Regions from separate parts of the Mus musculus genome. Here region 1 is linked to region 2. The links are chromatin contacts, called in public Hi-C maps. All regions are on one chromosome and are shown on one strand. Each heading gives the region's core, a stretch centred on a gene start, on an enhancer-like site or on the middle of the called end of the contact. The rest is flanking DNA. Distances are from core to core; before and after follow the strand shown. Region 1 has its middle 8.2 kb from the start of Gm23444. Region 2 holds the start of Nle1 (notchless homolog 1).

Region 1 (2,791 bases), core at 104-2,603, 350 kb before region 2:
CTTCAGGTTATAAAATACAAACCACAGGTTTAGCAGCAGTAGCACACAGGGCTGAGCAGCAGCACCATGACAACATTGCCTTACCATACTGCTTACTTCATCATTCACTCTGTGAACTTTTCTAGAAAGAATTTCTTCCATGCCTTAAAGGCACCATGGATTTCATCAGTGAGAGGGACTGGCTGCAGGGGTGGTGGTGGTAGATAGATAGGGACACTTGGCTTTTACTTGTTTGTTTGCATGCTTTGAGATAGAGTCCTTTGCATAACCCTGGCTCTCCCGGAACTCTCTACATGGACAGGAATGGTCAGCCTCTCTTCAAGTACTGGGATTAGGGTCATGGACCACATGCCCAGCTCAGGGACACATTTTCAAAACCATGTTTTATCATTGCCTTCTTGAACAGCCAATCCCTTTCCCACATTTTGGTTTTTGTTGCTGTGTAGTTATTCAAAGACACACTTTTGATATTTTCTTTAGAATCAGTTTAGAATCAGAAAAGACTGTCACATACGTAAAAATATTACCATACCATAGTAATTTTTCATATAAATCACAATTTATGACATTCTTCACAAAGTTAACTACTGATACTTGTGGAAATAAGCAAGGGGCCCTTGAGCAGGTGAGTGGATGAGGAAATCATAGCATGTGCACAATTAAGCTCCCTGCATGCTCAGCCTGAACTGAGAGTTTACTCATCCATAAGGAAGAATGAAAAGCATCATTACAGGAAAATGGGTGGAACCGAGGATTATATGTCATGAAATCATACAGAAAGACAAGTATTGGACATTTACTCTCACATGCGGTATACAGCTTTTTGAAAAGATTTTTAAAAATTTTATTTTTATTCTATGGACATCATTGGTGTTTTGCCTGCATGTGTGAGGGAGTCAAATCCCCTAAAACAGGAGTTACAGACTGTTGTGAGCTGCCATGTGGATGCTGGGAAGTAAACTGGGATCCTTTGGAAGAGCAGTCAGTGTTCTTAACTACTGAGCCATTCTTCCAGCCCCATCATATAGCTTTTAAAGGGTATGAAAGCACAAGGGAGACTTATGTAGAAAGAGACTTATGTCCCTCATGTAGGTGAAGGGACAAGGGAGGGTAAAGAGGAACCCTATGACCAAAGGGCATTCCACAGATGATAATATCACATTGAAACACTTAATTCAGTGCAATTTAATACCAATTAATAAGAAAGAGGGTCATGAGATTGGAAAAACATTACCATCAACAATACATAAACTTTGCTTCTGACTTTCTGTTTGAGGTCTTTGGAAGCTGTAGTTGCTTTTGCTGTTTGAACACTAGGGGGCAAACACAGCTAAAATGACAACGACAGAACCAGCCTCACAGGGTAGGGAGTATGGTTGGAAGGTTAAGGTGGTGCAATACAATGACTTGGCCAATATCACACAAATGCAACTTTTCTTGTGGGGCCACTGTTGTTGGGTACCCTTCAGGAACTCCTTTGTCTCCAGGAGCTGAGTTTGCGTGAGTCACTGGTGCTCTCAGTGTCGTCCCAAAGTTGTGCTCAGTTTGTGAGAACCCCAAAGAGGCCACCAGGAACCACAATTCCGATGCAAGCACATGAGAGTCTTTATTCAAGATCAATCTGGGACCACTCTCCTGTCCTGTTGCATCAGGAAGGTTTGTCCTTTCCTAGGGGAAGGAAAAAAGAAACTACAAGCAGGGGTTTCCAAGTCTTGGCATTACATGAGAGGGTAAAGGAATGTTGGCCTTTAAGCTAGTTGTTTTACAGCACCTGGTCAAACCACAAGAAGGGAGCATACATCAAAAAAAGAGTGTCTTCACTTGGGAACAACTTAGGTTTTCTTAGCCCACTCTGTTGTTATCAGCCAGCTGCAGCTGCTGTATCTATTTTGTAACTGCCAGAAACATTTCTTGATTTTCTCAGACCTCAAGGGTGGGGTCCATGCCTCTCTAAGGGCAAGTTTTAACTTAGAATGGAGTCTTAAAAACAAAATGGAGTTTATTCTGCTTCCTCAGTCCCTTCACCAATGTAAGCGCACAGGACTCTTTTATGCATTGTATATGTGTAACTCTTTGGTTTCAGTGGGCTGTGTGTGTTGTTTTCAAAATTTTTGTAGGCATGTTTGGTGCCTTTGGAGCCCAGAAGATGACATTAGGATAACTGACTTGGAGTTACAAATGGTTTGTGAGTTGTCCTTTGGGTGCTAGGAATAGACTCCAGTCCTGTAGAAGAGAAGCCAGGGTTCTGAATTGCTAACCCATATATCCAGCCTGTGTCTCTTTGTCTTCCTTCCTTCCTTCCTTCCTTCCTTCCTTCCTTCCTTCCTTCCTTCCTTCCTTCCTTCCTTCCTTCCTTCCTTTTTTCCTTCCTTTTATCTTCCTTCCTATCTCCTTCTTTTGTTTACTAAGATAAATGCTATGTATTCAAAGTGTTGAATAGACATATGAAATATGTACATGTTATGGGATGGCTAAATTACGTGAATTGATATCTATATTACTCCATCCCAACATGCATGGGATTTGAACTCAAGACCTTCGGAAGAGCAGTCAGTGCTCTTACCCGCTGAGTCATCTCACCAGCCCAAGACAAAGATTTCTGATCAAGGCTCAAAGTTCAACTTTCAGCTCTATGTTTGTATAGGGGAAACCCAAAGACCCATCCTTTGTTTCAGCTGGATTATGTTGCTTTATTTCAGCTGAACAATGCTGTAAAGCAAGCTCAGTGGGCAGTCTGCTTCTGCAGGAAAACTGCAGGTGAGGCAAGGTGGAAGACCTCTACACAGACTGG
Region 2 (2,700 bases), core at 167-2,666:
AAGCCTGGAACCTCATTTGTGGTCCAAGCAATGAGGTATTGACAAAGGATCCCACTGCAAGCAAAGAAGCTTTGGTTCTGTGGCGTTTGGATCAAGGGATCCTACATTCAATTCCTGATTTCATAATTCAGTCCACAAGCGTTTCTTCTGTGTCCCCTATATACCGGGGGACATGACTGATAATGAGGAAATGACTGAAAATGCCGGAAAACTTGGAAAACACAGGACAAGACAGACAGGGTCCCCGAAAAACCAAAAGGAAAAAAGAAAAAAAAGAAGAGAAAAAAAAGAAAGACAGGGTCCTGGGAAAGGCTTCCCTAAGTAATTGAACTAATCTATGCAAAGTTCTGAGAACACTATCTGGCAAAGAATAGAGGCTCAATTCGCTTTGTCGGATGAATGAATGTATGCATGTAGGAATGAGTATATTTAAGCCGAGAGATAAACAATGTGAAGAAGGCCAGAAGGCAGCGTCCCTAGCAAATGGAGTCGTTGTTCTCAGATGAGGAAAAGCCTCCAAAGAGCACACGGGTCCCTCTGGCCTTCTTCAACTTTTATTAGTCTCGTTTGTTTGTTTGTTTGTTTGTTTGTCTGAGACAGGGAGTTCTTTTGGAGACCTTCAATGTCCTGGAACTTACTCTGTAGACCAGGCTGGCTTTAAGTTCAGAGATCTATCTGCCTGTCTTTGTCTCGCAAGAGCCTGGATTAAAGGCATGTTCTACCACAACCTATTTAATAGTTCCTTATAGGCTCTATATTCTTTGAACTTGTACAAGAGGAGAGCAGAGACTCAAATCTGTCCACAAAAGTTCCAGACAGAATAAATTGCCTATGCAAAAGCAGATACAGGAGAGGGCCACACCTTGAAAGAGCTCAGAAAAAAAAAATCCCAAAACAGCTGGGCACCGCGGCCCATCCGATATTCCCAGCATCCCATCCTGGGAGGCACAGACAAGAGGATCATGGAGTTCAAGGTCTACTTAGGCTACACACCCTCAGCCTATCTCAATACATACATGCATACATGCGCGCGCGCGCGCGCACACACACACACACACACACACACACACACACACACACACACACACACACATACACAAACTAAATCCCACAAGCCCACCTATAAAAGTTTCTGCCTCAACCCAATAGTTTTCTGGTTTGTATTTTCACCCCTGCTGCCTGGACCCTGGAAGTGTCATCCTCCACCATCTCCTGCCTCTGTGAGCTAGGCGGGCAAATCAATTAATTTCTCTGAGTTTTGGAGACTAAAATTGGCCAGAATCGCTACTGTGAAAAGAAGGCGCGAAGGGAGGCCACCATTGGCAATCCCGGCCTCCGAGAGCGGCTTGACTCCTCCGAACACGAGAGGGCGCTGTAGCCGGAGGTTGCCCGGCGCGACATGGATTTAACGCTCCGTCTTTCCGCCTCGGTTCTCCTCCACGTGGGGACGCAGGATGGCGGCGGCGGTGGTGGTAGGTGTACGCGCACGGGGCGGGGATGCCGGGTCTCCGCGTGGGGTACCGAGGCCCGAGGGGAGGGGAGGGGGACTGACAGTCTCGCGGCTTGATTCTGCAGGAAGAGGCGGCGGCAGGCGACGTGCAGCGGCTGCTCGTACAGTTCCAGGATGAGGGCGGTCAGCTGCTGGGCTCCCCGTTCGACGTGCCAGTGGACATCACGCCGGACAAGCTGCAGCTGGTGTGCAACGCGCTGCTGGCCCAGGTGAGCACCCCAAAACGAAGCCACGGTGTTCCGGGGACCCAGCTGCTCACCGACAGTGTCGGTGGCGTGGATCGGCCCCAGGAAAAATGTTCTCCGCGCCGACTCACCTACAGACAGGCTGTGTTTTGAACGCGTCGGATGCAGTGTTTCCGTGACTTCTTGTCACAGCCCAACATAAGCATCCCCATTTTACAGAGATGCCCAGCGGGATTAAATTTGTCGCATGGTGGTATGCAGTAGTTGGGATTGAGCCGACTCCCGCTGAGGGCAGGCATTCATCCCTCCGAGCAGAGTTCCTCTTTACTCTGTTCTTGCCTTCAGGAGGAGCCCCTGCCCCTGGCGTTCTACGTCCACGATGCTGAGATTGTGTCCTCCCTGGGGAAGACGCTGGAGTCCCAGTCTGTGGAGACAGAGAAAATCGTCGATATCATCTACCAGCCCCAAGCTGTCTTCAGGGTCCGGGCTGTGACGCGGTGCACCAGCTCATTGGAGGGTCACAGCGAAGCTGTCATTTCTGTGGCCTTCAGCCCCACAGGAAAGTAAGGACATGGGCAGAATCTTTGGGATGTGGAGGTGTGTCCTCTGACAGGTGGAGAGGACCATCCTGAGTTATTATTCACAGGGTCTTAGGCTGCCTGCCTGTCATAGACTTGGGGTCTGGACTCACGTTGCAAGTAACAGACTTTCTTATTGGGGTTTGGTCCCCAAAGGCTAAGAATAGTACCTGGCTCAGAAGAGCCTATCTTGGTTTGAACTACTCCTTTCCGAAGTCAGGTTTCTGCATCTGTTACTTCCCTATGAATCCTTTCTTGTAGGACTCTAAGAATAAGAACAGTTGAGCCAGGTGGTGGTAGTCCACACCTTTAATCTCAGCACTCAGGAAGCAGAGGCAGGCGGATCTCTGTGAGTTCAAGGCCAGACTGATCTAAATAGTTCCAGAACAGCAAGGGCTACATAGAGAGACTCTACCTCCAACAACAG

The links. Hi-C and Micro-C count contacts between places; a contact is called where the count stands out from the background.
Region 1: a contact with region 2 is called in a Hi-C map of erythroblasts, with 2.8 times the contacts expected there. The contact joins the enhancer-like site here to the promoter of Nle1 in region 2. A contact is called at or near these places in 4 of 39 promoter capture datasets (embryonic stem cells, hippocampal neurons, neural stem cells and 1 more), 4 of 15 datasets of contacts at CTCF or cohesin (the NIH/3T3 cell line, embryonic stem cells, large pre-B cells and 1 more), 56 of 484 Hi-C or Micro-C datasets (the AML12 cell line, B cells, the C2C12 cell line and 31 more), 29 of 115 datasets of contacts at active chromatin or transcription factors (the 230-238 cell line, the HPC-7 cell line, the NIH/3T3 cell line and 19 more) and 3 of 9 other capture datasets (adipose tissue, embryonic stem cells and liver).

Annotation. Positions count from the first base shown.
Region 1 is chr11:83,261,938-83,264,728 of GRCm38.p6, reverse strand. No RefSeq gene overlaps it. Among named protein-coding and RNA genes, the nearest start is that of Gm23444, 8.2 kb to the left of the region's middle. Within about 2 kb of position 1,353, at least 21 of the 459 cell types and tissues checked have an H3K27ac peak or open chromatin away from gene starts, as enhancers often do. A contact at or near this core is called in the G1E-ER4 cell line, the SCID.adh cell line, double positive thymocytes and 1 more, where this site is marked.
Region 2 is chr11:82,907,111-82,909,810 of GRCm38.p6, reverse strand. It overlaps Nle1 (notchless homolog 1), which reads left to right and starts at 1,416. Exons shown (of 13, transcript NM_145431.2): 1 at 1,416-1,472; 2 at 1,576-1,719; 3 at 2,041-2,258. The coding sequence starts at 1,455.